3 separate regions of the Sus scrofa genome follow, and all the other regions are linked to region 1. A link is a contact called in public Hi-C data. All regions are on one chromosome and are shown on one strand. The core of a region is the stretch at or near the end of the contact, and the rest is flanking DNA. Distances in the headings are between cores, read along the strand shown. Region 1 overlaps RBPMS (RNA-binding protein with multiple splicing). Region 2 has its middle 58 kb from the start of DCTN6. Region 3 overlaps RBPMS (RNA-binding protein with multiple splicing).

Region 1 (4,605 bases), core at 1,983-4,482:
GCCATGGTATTTATGGTCCTTTGCAACCCTCTCAAAGTTTATGAAAAACAGGTTTTCTGAGGAGCCTCCATGTTGATTTCAGCCCCTGATAACCTCAGTTATCTGGTACGGGTAGCGAAGATTCCCAGGGAGGTTCAGACGCTGAGAAAGAAAACAGAAAACAGCCAACAATTTCAAACATTCTGTAAAAGCTTAAAGAGCCAGTCAATGTGATCGATTCTGTTCTGTTTCTATATGAAAGTAAACTATTTGAACATTCTTAACAAATTTTTAGAGATCACAAACCCCACCAGAAGATTTTATTGTATTCTCAGATTAGGCCAAAAGATGTATCTGTCTCTTTGAAGAACAAGCTTCCCCCAAGAAAAGAGAAACAATCTATGAAAAACATCAAGGCAGCAGAGTGAGGGTCAAAGAGTGGATCTGTAAGACTGAGGAGCAAAGAAAGTTCAATTTCCTAGGGATTAACATTTACACAAACATTGACTTCTCTAATGGAGGGCCTTTTCTGCTCTTTATCGTTTTGTTTAGTTTATCTGGCCAGGATGATGCAAAACAAACCCCAAATGAAGCACAGGACATGGCTACTATATATGCAACTCTCCTACCCCCTAAGTCTCTAGGATATCCAGAATCAACACTCAGTCCTGGCTCCCAGGGATTTCCCAACTCTGAAAACCCCGCATTGCACGTAACATGACTTGGAATGTTACAAAATGGATTTATCATATTACATTAAAATTTAGCCCTACTGCAGTAATTTTAAGGATAAAGCTAATACAAAACCAAACTGACAAACCTCAGACATACTTAATTTTAGATGAAGAAATCAGATGTCCTGCCCTGTGCACAACATGCTTCCCACATAATCCTTCCAAGGAGTTATCCTTCAAAGCCCTGCAGAAACGCAAGCTGAAATTCTTACTGTGTGACTTCCACATGCCAGGCACTGCCATCTAATGCACCAAACCATTAACCACATGGTCTTGGCCCAAGTTTTCCCCAACAACAGAGCCATTACAGCCTTCCAGGCGAGCCCACTGACAGGTGTGTCCTGACCCCTTCCCCATTCTCCTCGGAGCATGCTGTCAGAACCCTAGCATCTGCCATGGTAGATACTCAATAAAAATGCTTACTGAATGAATGAAATGACAGTGCATTACTGAGAATGAATGAAGCTTGCTAAGACAAAAGCAGAATCTGCAGAAGAAAAGTGTCACAGATAAGGCTACCTGGTAAGGGGATGCAGTTAAAGGTTTTAAGGGAGAGAATGACAGGGCATCTTAACTTCTTAAAAGGTAACCCTGGCTATCCTGAAGATCAAAGACTTGGGCAGGCCATGCTAGAGACAGAAAGGTGTTTCAAAGCTGGTATGACAGGGCAGAAAATTGTAATGGTGGCCTTGCTACAGTGGTACAAGGAAGATGGAGAGAAGTCGACAGATCTGAGAAACACATGGAAGGATGAATTGTTGGGTCTGGTGAAAGACTAGTTAGAGAGGAGTTAGGCACCTGGGTAAAAGGTGACTCTGATGTGGAATACAGGGGGCAAGTGTGGGGGTGAAGATAATGAAATTACTGGACATACTGTTTAAGGTATATATGGGAGACATTCAACTAGAGGTGGTGTAGACACTTGCATATTTGGAGCTCAGGGCAGAAGTCTGGGACAAAGGGCATCGTGCACAGGAGAGCAGGATAATGAGAAACGAAGACCCAGGCCAGAAAAATACTATCACTTGAGAACGAGGAGTTCTCATCGTAGCATAGCAGAAATGAATCCGACTAGGAACCATGAGGTTGTGGGTTCGATCCCTGGCCTCATTCAGTGGGTTAAGGATCCGGCATTGCCATGAGCTGTGGTGTAGGTTGCAGACTCAGCTTGGATCTGGTGTTGCTGTGGCTCTGGTGTAGACCAGTGGCTACAGCTCCGATTGGATCCCTAGCCTGGGAATTTCCATATACCGCTGGTGAGGCCCGAAAAAGACAAAAACAAAAAACAACCAAACCAAGGAAAAAAGATGAAAAGGAAAACGTGTGTTTGTAGTGGGGGGCACCCATGGTGTCATGGAAGCCAAAAAAGTCAAGAGTGGGAAAAAATCCAAAATGTAAAATCTATCGGTAATGGGATAAGTGTTTTTTTGTTTCCTTCCTTAACTTTTCTGTATTTTCCTAGGATCCTTGATAGATATGTACACAGATATATTCATCAGAAATTCTTTGAACTGTGTAAAATTTCTCAACATTATGATAGACCCATAAATTAAAAAGCCACAAATAGTCTTCAATCCACAGGGCATGTGTTTTGAATTCGTTCTCTGGGTCTGGTGATCTATCTGCTCCAGCTTCGTGACCAGTGACACACATGGCCCAGCCTCCTGGCCAAGGGCTGGAATCCCAGCAGAGAAGAGCTGGCTGGCCTACACACAGATGGTCCAGTGACCTTGGGGTCATTGGCATACTGTTCTAATCAAATGAGCTAACCAGCAACAGACCCAGCCTACTGTGTCCCACTTCCCACCAGTACTAAGGCCAAAGTTCCCCAACTCTGCACAATTTCCTATAAACAACACTGCCTATAAACATTCACAGATACAGGAGGTCCAAGACTCACCGAAAATAATTGTTCACTGCCTCTAAATAGGATTTATACTTACTCACAAGGTACTGCCCTGGCAAGCATAAGATATCATTAATGAAAATGATGGTAACCCACAGAGCCAGCCATTGAATCAATGCCTGTTGTTCTGATAACACTAAAAAGGGAGAGGTTTAATCAAGATACTTTCAGAGGTCAACAAGGATATAAGAAATAATACTCTAAACTTTTTCCCTTCTCTCAACCCCAAAACAATGTTGTGGCATATTTTACACCATTTACCTGTAAAAATATCTATCATCCTCTTTATAAATTAAAGTCAAAACAGGAGTTCCCTGGTGGGGCGGCGGGTTAAGGATCCAGTGTTGTCACTGCTGTGGCTCAGGTCACAGCTGCAGCGTGGGTTGGATTCCTGGCCCTGGAACTTCCACAAGCCACAGGCACAGCGCCCCACCCCCCCAAAAAAAAGATCCAGAAAGAGATGACAGTTCTACTTCCAGAGAGAGACAGAGGTCAATGAGAACAACACAGTCAACTTGAAAAAGGAAATGGGTTCCAGACCCAACCCTGGGCTTCAGCTGACTCACTGCTCAAGGGAGGGTGTTAAATAAAAGAACTTCCTGGGTCCCATCCAGCTCAAAAAAAAAAAACAACCTATGACAGCATAAATGTTTATGTCATAACATGGACAGCCAGAGTTAGAGGGGAAATCTTTAAAACTGGCTTTTGAACATGTAAATTTCCATGTTTACATACCACTGTTTGAAAAGCAGCCTCTGTTCCATGAAAGAAAAATGAACAAACGTTTGGAGTAATCTAGTCTGAATAGTATACATTTTCATTCATTGATTTAAAATAAGGTTTGCTACTGGACTATTGTATCTGCCATTTCCTCTTAAAATACGGTATTTTTTAAGAAAAAAAAAGAATGAATTTACTTCAAAATAATTCTTGGGATGAGCAGTCTACCTTTCAAAAAAAAAAAAGAAAAATCTAACACTTTGGATCACTTTGTTCAAACGGACTTTACTATGCTTGGTTTTCAGAGGGAAAGACTCACAAGAGGTTGGGTGCTAAAAATAGATGCAATAAAGCTGAAGGGAAGTACTTGTAAGACAGACACTAACAATTAGCAAAAAAAAGTGGTATCACCAGTATTAAAAATAAGACACCGGAGCCTGTTCTGGGAACACTGTCATGAACTGTCACAGTCAACTAGCCTCACAGGCTGGCCCCAAGTCCCTCAGCCCTGGTGGACAGCCTTATAAGGCAATTATGTTCACAGAGGAGATAAGAACACCAAGCACTTAACATTTCCAGAGGCCGCTACAAATATTAACTCATTCATCCTCCTCAGAGGGTACTAGGGGAGCCATGCACACTACTGCCACTGCCAAGACTGGAGGAGGAAGCCCCCTGATGGTGCAGATACTTATGGCCAAGTGGGCAAGGAACTGGCAGCTCTTCCTGAGAGCCTGGTTCAGGACCTGACAGGCCTTGGTTTTGTCAGGAACTGTGTAACCATTTTCCTACTAAGGAACAGGAAGGAGGACAATTTCTCATCTCCGACAGCAGTTGGAGGGACAGGACGGATTCTGCCCTCCCCTCTTTCTCCCTCCGGGTCTCCAAGATTCCAGTCTTTGGAATAAAGAAGACCCCAACCTGAAAAGCCTAGGAAAGGGGCAAGATGAAGGTTAGGGTCTGCAGGGAAGACACAGCACGTAGGGGACTTGCTTTCCCCACGCTGGCTTCCATCTCCTAGGGGACACTTCACACCCATCCCTTTGCCTTCATGAATAAACTTGGCAACTATGATTACAGTTGCCAGTAAGAAACAAGACAGCAACCTACAGCCTGCAAGAGGATTAGTGGACTCATTCAATTTTTCAATTCTCTTTTTAGGGCCACACCTGGGGCATACAGAAGTTCTCAGGCTAGAAGCTGAATCAGTTACAGCTGCCAGCCTACACCACAGCCACAGCAACAGGGATCCGAGCCACACGCATG
Region 2 (4,770 bases), core at 2,257-4,756, 140 kb after region 1:
CAAAAAGTAGTACAGAGAGATCCCTTGTTTAATGATTTTTTTTTTTTTTGCTTTTTAGGGCTGTACCCACAGCATATGGAAGTTCCCAGGCTAGGGGTCAAATAGGAGCTGTAGCTGCTGGCCTATGCCACAGCCACAGCAACGCCATATTCGAGCCAAGTCTGTAACCTACACCACAGCTCATGGCAATGCCAGATCCTTAACCCACTGAGCGAGGCCAGAGATTAAACCTGTTTCCTCATGGATACTAGTTGGATTTGTTACCACTGAACCACAATGGGAACTCTGAATGTTTATATATGAATATAGCTACGTAACCTTACTACCCACATCAACATATAGAATATTTCCAACACCCCAAATGGCTCCTCTATGTCCCTGCCCATTGATACTCCATCAATGGCAAGTTATAGTGTTTTACACTTTTATTTCACACTAACAATATAGTGTATTTATTTATATAAAGGAGAGATGGATCTGGTGAGGTTGAGAACCAGTGTTTTCTAGAAAGACTTCCTATAGCTGGTAGGTTAGAGGTACCAGGAGATGCTTTTCTCGTCCTCTATTTATTCCCATCATCTGTTCCGCACTCTTGTCTCTGGCACTATGCCCAGATAAGCACCATGTTAAAATGCAATGATTTAAGTGTTTTTTGATATAATTGATGACGGTCTTAGAGCCCCACCCCCACCCCCATGCTATTTCTCCTTCACGCAGCTTTTGTATTTCCACTGGGAAGGGAGCCAGGGGAGGAGCACGGAGGCCCAAGCAGCAGGCAGGCAACATGGAAAACAGAGAGTGACACACAAGCTGGCTGTAGCCCAGGACCAGCTCTGTTCCCCACACGGTGGTGGTTTAGTGGCAGTTGGCCACTCTTGGTTACAGAGAAGGAAACTAGGAGTTTCTGAGTGTGAACACCACACACAGGGAGCTCTGCTGGGCCCCTTGTGTTGATTTTCTCAATGGATTCTCACAACCATAAAGCAAGTGTCACTATTCCCCTTCTCTGGGTACAGAAAAAGCAGTTATTTTGAAATCAGGCAGATGGGGATTTGCATCCTAGCTCTGCCAGTTAACCAACCATGCAGATGACCTCAGCTGAATCAGCTACCTTCTCTGAGACATGCCCCTTTCGAACCTCACTGAATTGGCTCCCACCTCAAACTGGATAACAAATGTGAGAGGTTTTTTCCTCCACAAAGTGGATATATGTTATATTATCAATCATTTCTAAACATCTAGGAGTTCCCTGGCGGCACAATGGGTTAAGGATCACTGCAGCAGCCTGGGTGGCTGCTGTGGCGTGGGTTCGTTCCTGGGCCAGGGAACTTCCGCATGCTGCACTAGAGGCCTAGCCAAGGGGGTTTTGACTTTTGGACTCAACATGTGAGCAGAATCTCCAGCTCCAGAAAGGAAAGAAAACTTCCACGGTTAGAAGCAAGGTGGGACAAACCTCAGCCCCACGCCCTTACTTGCCCTGCTCTTCACCAACACAAGCTAAACCTCGCCACTCCCAACCCCACCTTAGGGGCCCTTCACAGTGAGGGTGGGGAAGCCTGGGAAGACTGGGAGGGGGCTGCTGCAATTAGCATATGAACAGTCCAGCCCTAGCTAATTTTCAAAGCCTACAGAGTAAATTGGTGAAAAAGAGCTTCCCAGTCTCTGTCCATGACTCCCCTCCCCCCTGCTCTGCCTGCCCCCCTGTGCCCTCCCAAGTGGTCCCAGGGGGCCTGAGTCGGATTTCAGTCCCATTCCCTCGAGAACTGCTCACTCCTCAGTGGTTTGTGTCACTCTTCCCTGTGCATCCTCAGAGCCTTCTCTTAATTATAGCACTTACTCCACAACGCATTCTTTTCTCCCATGACCTTAAACAACTAGCCCTTAATTGGGGCCTCAAATGTTCCCACTGCCCCCTTTGGGCTCACTGATAAAGACACTCCTTCTTGGCACAGGTAGCTCATTTGAGACTTGCCTAGGGATGCATGAACTGGATTTCAGCTAGATCCTTCCCCCACTGCCACCTTTGGGCAGTGCACAACTTGCACCACTGTGCAGGGAAACCCTGTTCTTGGCTGCTGTGCTTTACTCCTCTCTGCATCCACCACTGCCTACCATCCTATTTGACCTCAGTGAACATTTGTTGATTGGATATGTGGAGAGGCAAATACATTGATGATCTACTGAGTAACACTGCTGGGCTTTGCCTGTCCACTCACTGTCTTACCCTCACAAGCACAGTTTCCAACCATTCTACTCTCCTCAGATCCCCTCACTCTTGGCAGGTGATCTTGCTCCTCCTGGGCAGAGAAATAGAAACAGCTGAGACAGCAACTTCTGCCTCTTCCTCCCAGCACCAAGCAAAAGCCCGCCTTTTCCTCTCCTACCAAAAGCTAGGTGCTTCCTTTCCACATTGAATTGGCCAAGAGCCCTTCGGAGGAATATAAAACTGTCCATCATCCCTTCTCTCTGATGTTCTCAACCTCTGGCTTCTGCATCCTTCCTTTTGTTTCCATAACATACACAAGTCATATCCAACAAGAACAAAACCACACACACACACCCCTTGCCACATTATTTCTGCTCACTGTCTCAGTGGTGTCAAGCGCAATACACTGGGATGCCTGGAGCCCACCCACATAGAGTGACAGGAATTTGGGGACCTGGTTTGGCCCCTAGACTTGGGAATTACCCCCAAAGCATCTGCTCAGTCGGGTAAAATCCAAGTGCCTTGGTTTGGAGTAGGAAACTTAGCACAATATGATTCTACTCCTTTTTTCCAGTTTCTCTCCTGTCTTCCTCCCCCTGCCAATACATGTACCCCATAACAAATGTACCAACATAGCTGGCCTCACCATGACTACAGACCTCTACAGATGCTCTTCACATTCTAGAATGTTCTTCCTCCTTTCCCACCTGAGCAACTTATATTCATGCCTTAAGAATATAACTCAGAGTTCCCGTTGTGGCTCAGTGGTTAACAAATCCGACTAGGAACCACAAGGTGGCAGGTTTGATCCCTGGCCTCACTCAGTGGGTTAAGGATCCAGTGTTGCTGTGAGCTGTGGTGTAGGTCACAGACGCGCCTCAAATCTGGTGTTGCTACAGCTGTGGTGGCAGGCCAGCAGCTGTAGCTCTGATTAGACCCCTAGCTTGGGAACCACCATATGCTGCAGGTGTGGCCTTAAAAACCCCTCCAAAAAAAAGTAAAGTTAGATTGTATGAAAAACAGAGATGCTCTCTGACCAACTTATTGCTAGCTGGGCATGCCACTGCCAACAATAAGGACTACATTTCCCAGTCTTCCTTGCAGCTAGATATGGCCACATGATGGGGTCCCTATCCTGCAAAGTGTATAAAAAGGTAGGTATACCGTCAGTGTTTCCTGCTTAAAAGGAAATTGCCTGTCCTCCTTTTTCCTTCCCCTTTCCCAGGCTGAAGCTTGGATACGGTCATGACCCTGCCTTAACCATGCAACTAAGGACAACATCCTACGGATGATGACGCACAACAAGATGGGAAGAAGCCAGATCCCCACATGACCCTCTAGTCTGGACCACTCTGGTTTTGGTGTGAGAAATAAACTGAACCTTCTTTAAGCCTGTGTGTGTGTGTGTGTGTGTGGTGTGTGTGTGTGTGTGTGGTGTGTGTGTGTGTGTGTGTGTGTGTGTGTGTTTGCGCACATGGAGATCAACGTCTCTTTACCATAGCAGCTTAGCCCCAAACTGCTTTCCTAAGTAGGCAGTGAGCTTCTCCAGAGCAGAGATGAAATCTCTGTCATCTTTTTTTTATCTCCAGCCCCCCAGCAAAGCACCTGATAAAACAAATGTTCCATAAGTCTTTGCTGATTGATTGAATGGGCGCCTGAATTGTTAAGAACCTAAGAACCAAGGCTGTAAAAAATGATTGGATTAAATCCGACGGGTCTGGGACGTCCTGGCTAGGAATTTGGACTTTGCCCACATTAGGTTCTGTGGAAAGTTTTCAAGTGGAGAAAAAGAACTTTGCATTTTTCTGGCTTCTCTGAATCATGTTAGCTGTTGACACCTGCTGGCAATTTGGAACACTGCAGCCTGACTCAGGCTAACTCCAGGGAGGGGATGAGGCAGTTATTGAATACCAGTTACAAAAAGGAGGGCTGATGACCATTTAATAAATAACAACAAGCTGGAAGTACTCCAGGCCAGTCAGGGAGGTGGGGGCTGTAGGGAGGATGCAGCAAACTTTACACATAGTTCCTGATGTGGGAATTTTAGGTTTGGATTTTTTTTTACAGATACGTTTCTGTCCTTTGCTCCCAACAAGCTATAAAATGCCTCTTGCACCCTTTCCCTATTCCTGTGATTCTTTCTTGCACATTTGCATCAACATATGCTTTTCTCATTTCTACCAAAGGAGTAAGTTATTTGAGCCAACCTGTGATTCTGATTTGAAAGAAAGAAAGAAAGAAACCACAACCAAAACAAAACCCCACACTAGATATCATGAATCTTTTGTCATGAGAGATTGGTTGTTTTCTCAGATGAGACAATGCACCTGAGTTCTTTGGCTGGACCCACTGGGAAGATTTTTCTCAGTTCTCAGTTGTAAGAGACATGTCCTATTCCTACAAAGCAGCCCAAGTGCACCTACAGACGCTGTGCAGCTCCTGTAATGATCCTTTGCCCTCTGGCTTCCAGGAAGGAGACTTAGAGAAATTTTCTGGCTCTCTTTTAGCAATTATATATGCCTGTGCTTTTCTCTGTGCCAATAATATACCTGAGTTTTAAAAAT
Region 3 (4,434 bases), core at 377-2,876, 150 kb before region 1:
TGACTAGTATTCATGAGGACTTCAGTTCAATCTTTGGCCTCACTCAGTGGGTTAATGAGCTGGTGCTGCCGTGAGCTATGGTGTAGGTTGCTGATGCGGCTTGGATCCTGAGTCGCCATGGCTGTGGCTGGCAGCTACAGCTCTGATTCGATCCCTAGCCTGGGACCTTTTCCATGTGCTGCAGATGCTGCCCTAAAAAAAAAAGACAAGAAAGAAAGAATTTATCTTAGAAGCTTTCCTTGAGGAGTGTTAGGGAGAGATACATAACAACTTTCCATGGCCTCTGTGCCATTTCTAACTGGATGAAGTCCGGTCTCTCCCTATTCCCATTTTTCTTCCTGTCTTGTGAAGGAATGACATAAACAAAGAGAAGATTTGAGTGTAGGACAGTAACATTTCAAAGATGCGGGGCAGACTCTCCAAATTCACACACCAAATTAGAGTTCAGAACAACACTGCTTTATACTTCACAGAAATTCGGGCAAGATACTGAATTACAGGTGGTGTTTGGGATGTGACAGCAATTCTACATTTACAGGAAAACAAATCATTTGGTAGTTCCCTGAAGCAAGGCTGGGCCTGTGAAGAAATGGCGCAAAGGCCAACTTGGGATAGTTTCCCTCAAGAAACTTTAAGGAAAGCCTATTGGAAGCAGCACACTGAGTACCTTCGTAAGGACATTGGGTGTTTTGTAAAGACCATTTAGGTGATTTAGAAAGAACTATCCCAAGTTCTGACAGACGGGCGGGCATGTACAGAAGTAAATCTCTAGGATTCCCACTCTAAGGCGCTACGTCAGTAGATGACTTAGGTCTGTGACCTGAGGAAGGTTTTGTTCACGCTGGCAGCAGGTGAGTAACAGTCATGTCACTTCCTGATTCATGTGGGGGTGTGGGGGAGGGGGCCAGGATCCCAGTTCTCCAGTTCGTATCCCTCACTTCTCCTTCAGTCCCAAGTGAAAATCTCTTGGAGAGACGTATGGCCCCAAAGGCGCTCTTGGGGTGCTAAGTGTAATGACCTGGGATGACCCCTGCAAGTGCAGAAGGTGTGGGCGCCAATGCAGGATGAGAGCTGCCCAGTGACCAAACGTCTGCTCGGTCCTGTGCTCACCCAGGCCCTGGACACGGTTCTCATTAAAACCGAGTACTTACACAGTATTCAGCAGAACTGACGGGACTTCCAGCCCTGAGAAGTAGCCTCGGACGGAGGGAGCCAGCGCATCTGGAAAGACATGTGGGGAGAAGGCTGTGAACCTGGGCTCCGGGGCACGTCTGCACCCCTCAGGGCATCCTGCCAGGCTACTGCCCCCTTCCCAGTTCCCAGGTGGTGCTCAAGCACCCCTGCCTGGGCAGCTGTCTCCCCTGGGGCTGAACAGCATCCTGAGAAATCCTCCACACCCCCTTCTGAGCACGAGGCCGAGCTCTCAGGAATGCACCCCCTGACTGAGCACCCGGGGCCCAGTGGCTCCTCCTGCTCCCACCCCCCTTCTCAAGTCACAGCTGCTGCTGGGCTAAAACCTGGCCCAGTGACCCCTCTTTTCCGCACTGACTCAGCAACACCTGGGCTGGGGGATAGGCCGCCCAGTGGCTTCCTGAGCATTGTGTGGAAACATGTATCTGCTGTGATAAGGAAGGGACGGTCCATGACACCATCCAGACCAGTGGTCTGGCCAGGGTGGCTTGGAGCTTCTGGTCCTGTCCTTTTAGAAAAGGATCCTGGCTTTCTGGCACTCTGGGATGTCTGGCACTGAGCCCTCTGCCCGCTTGGCTGCCCCACCTCTTCCGATTAGGTTCCCAAAGTGCAAGGCCAGGCCCCAAACACAAAAGGATTGTGATGCTCTGCACTTGGCAGAATGCTCCCGGTCTCCGACTGAAGAAAACAGGAAAAACAAACAAAAGAGCATGTGTGCTTTGGCTCTACCAGACGTTCACTCCACCTCCCGGCACTGTCTGTTTTGCCTGTAAACCTCTGGGTAGAGGCTAGAGAAGCCTGTTTATTGCTGCTTCTTTTTACACTGAGCAGGGATGGCTCTCCACCAGCCCATAAGCAACACAGAAAGCAGTGCAGGGAGCAGCACAGCAGAGGGCTGGGTGGCCCGGCTGGGAGGTGGTGTCCGCCCAGCATGGCAGGGGGAAGACTGCTCTTTATCTGGGTCTGGCCCAAACCAGTTCACACGAGAGTGTTTCTGGTGGAATGGGATGCTGGGGGGAATATTACCCTGGCAAATCAGTGTTAGTGGTTAAATTTGTAGCATAACCCCTTTTTTTCATATAGCATCCTGTTTGTATCTCCAAAGCATAAACAGAGGAAGCTGCAAGCCAGCTGACATGGAAGTGCCGGCGCCTGAGGCACTGACAGAAACCTTCTGGCTCATCTTACCTGAGCGGAACAGGTTGGGAATTGGATGAGGTCTGGGTATTTGCAATGATGTCCACCATGGTCATAAGTCCCATGGGGTTGAGGCTGGGTCAGAATCCAGTGCTCAGGCTCTACCAGCTCTGACTGATCCTGAGGCTATCCTGGGCTATCTAGGAATGGGTCCTAGAGAGCAATCAGTAGTACCCTGGCCTTTGCCCCTGGCTCATTTGCAGGAGTCTGCAGAGTTCCTTCTTTACCACACAGGTCTCCCTCAGTGGCTATTCCCTCTCTGACTGTCCCTGCAGGATAAGGGGCCACACTGGGGGACTCTATCCCCAGAGGGAATAGAAGTGTCTGGCCTCACTTACTCCGTAAGAGGGACTTAAAGAGTCCAAGGATGCATTCTGAGCTTCTGCCTACACAGGACTCCACCTCTGGGGGCCCCTTGGGTCTGCTGTGTATTAGTGACCTGCGGGGGCAGGGAGCACATCAGGTATTACTAGAAACAAGATGACTAGCCAAGGTGGAGCTCTGTATCATGAGAGGGCAGAGCTGTATTTCGTGGGAGCCACCAGCAGGTCCTGAAGCTCATTTAAGGCAGAGCCAGAGTTCCTTCAACACTCACAGCAGTTAAAGAGACAAGGGACCAAAAGCTTTGCTAGACTAAACACACATCACTCTGGGAATTTAGGGGGTTATGCAGGACAAAGGAGAGAGAAATAAAGAGGGGAGATGTGGGAGGCAGGAAGGGAGCAGAGAGGAGGGGGAGCGGGAAAGAGGAAGGGGAGGAAGACAGAGAGAGACTCAAAGAAAAAACTGGTACCTACCCCCGGCTTATGGCCTTGTGCATCTGAATCCACGAGCTCACTAAGCAAAGGGCAGAGTTGGAGCTGCCTTCCTGAGACAGGTGGGAAAGGAGAGGGCGGGGGCACGGCCCTGTGGCAGGTGGGGGGCTGGGAACCTAAACACACAGTGGAGGGGGGGATGGGTGCGTGTGCACCAGGGTAGGGGGAGCGCGGTGGTGCGGCTGGTGCTGCCTAGGTGTGGGGCTGGGGCGCTGAGCCCAAGGAGGCCAAGACACTTGGTGTTTCAGAGGAGACACAGGGAGAGGAGAGCCTCGGAGTGGATGCCATGGTTGTTTCGGTGCAGTGACTGCAAGAAGGAAGCCCTTGTCTCCCGCGCATCTGCTCCAGCCTCTCTGGCCTGGTCCACTCACACACAGTCCTCACTCCTTCCTGGGTGCCCCTGCCTGGGGGAGGGAGGGGGACCTGTGCCTCGGGGTGACCTCCGGGTGAATGCAAGCCGGCTGGCTGGCTGATGCTCAAGAAGGATGTGGTGGCAACGGAGTAAAGTCAGACCCCGAAACCCATCCCTCTCGTGCCGCCTGGCTTGGACACTTCTGTGCCTGCTGCCTGCCACAGCCACCCTAGGCCGCCTGGGTCCAGCTCACAAGACACAGCCACGCCCACCTCCCTGCGGAAAGCAGGCGGCCTAGTGCGCTATGTTCCTACGCATGTGCAGGGGACAGAGACCCAGAGCTCAGGGGGCAAAACCTGAGCCGGCGGCCCGCCCTGGGGAACAAGCCCTTCTGGTCTCATAACTGCTGCCCTCTAAGAGAAACGAGGTTCAGCCTTACACCTGCTCAGACTGCCTGTTCCGTGGTGGATTTTGGCCTCGGGTCACTCGTGGCCACTCCTGCCCACTGCCTAGGGGCTGCTTGAGCTGTGTCCTAAACACCGAGGAAACCCGCGATTGTCGGACTCTGGCTCCAGGGACAATTTGGCAGGGATGAAATCTACGTGGCTGGCCTTCCTTGTAAGGCAATGGTCCCGTCTGCGGAATAACCCACGTGTGCTCGACACACACACCACACACACACCTGCATGATCACAACCTTGCAAGCACTTCTGGAGGCTTCTGAAGTCCCTGCTAGAACCTCTAACATAATATATATGATCCAAACTCATACATACAGACATTGACTGTGTCCAGAGACTGCTAAGCTCGCCACACAGATTTGTGACAAAAGCATGAATAAGCAACATGGAAGAGACTGGGATGCTTCTCCACGAGGAT

What was found. A called contact is a pair of places that touch in the nucleus more often than the background predicts.
Region 2: a contact with region 1 is called in a Hi-C map of liver, with 4 times the contacts expected there. The contact joins two enhancer-like sites. A contact is called at or near these places in 2 of 47 Hi-C or Micro-C datasets (both in liver) and 1 of 2 datasets of contacts at active chromatin or transcription factors (skeletal muscle).
Region 3: a Hi-C map of liver shows a contact between it and region 1, with 4 times the contacts expected there. The contact joins two enhancer-like sites. A contact is called at or near these places in 6 of 47 Hi-C or Micro-C datasets (fetal heart ventricle, heart right ventricle, liver and 1 more) and 1 of 2 datasets of contacts at active chromatin or transcription factors (skeletal muscle).

What each region holds. Positions count from the first base shown.
Region 1 is chr15:54,699,834-54,704,438 of Sscrofa11.1, forward strand. The region is part of intron 1 of RBPMS (RNA-binding protein with multiple splicing); the gene reads right to left. Among named protein-coding and RNA genes, the nearest start is that of RBPMS, 23 kb to the right of the region's middle. Within about 2 kb of position 3,233, at least 38 of the 83 cell types and tissues checked have an H3K27ac peak or open chromatin away from gene starts, as enhancers often do. A contact at or near this core is called in liver and skeletal muscle, where this site is marked.
Region 2 is chr15:54,835,230-54,839,999 of Sscrofa11.1, forward strand. No RefSeq gene overlaps it. Among named protein-coding and RNA genes, the nearest start is that of DCTN6, 58 kb to the right of the region's middle. Within about 2 kb of position 3,507, at least 30 of the 83 cell types and tissues checked have an H3K27ac peak or open chromatin away from gene starts, as enhancers often do. A contact at or near this core is called in liver and skeletal muscle, where this site is marked.
Region 3 is chr15:54,553,650-54,558,083 of Sscrofa11.1, forward strand. RBPMS (RNA-binding protein with multiple splicing) reads right to left here. Exons shown (of 9, transcript XM_021074872.1): 7 at 1,152-1,221. The coding sequence ends at 1,159. Among named protein-coding and RNA genes, the nearest start is that of SMIM18, 90 kb to the left of the region's middle. Within about 2 kb of position 1,627, at least 18 of the 83 cell types and tissues checked have an H3K27ac peak or open chromatin away from gene starts, as enhancers often do. A contact at or near this core is called in liver and skeletal muscle, where this site is marked.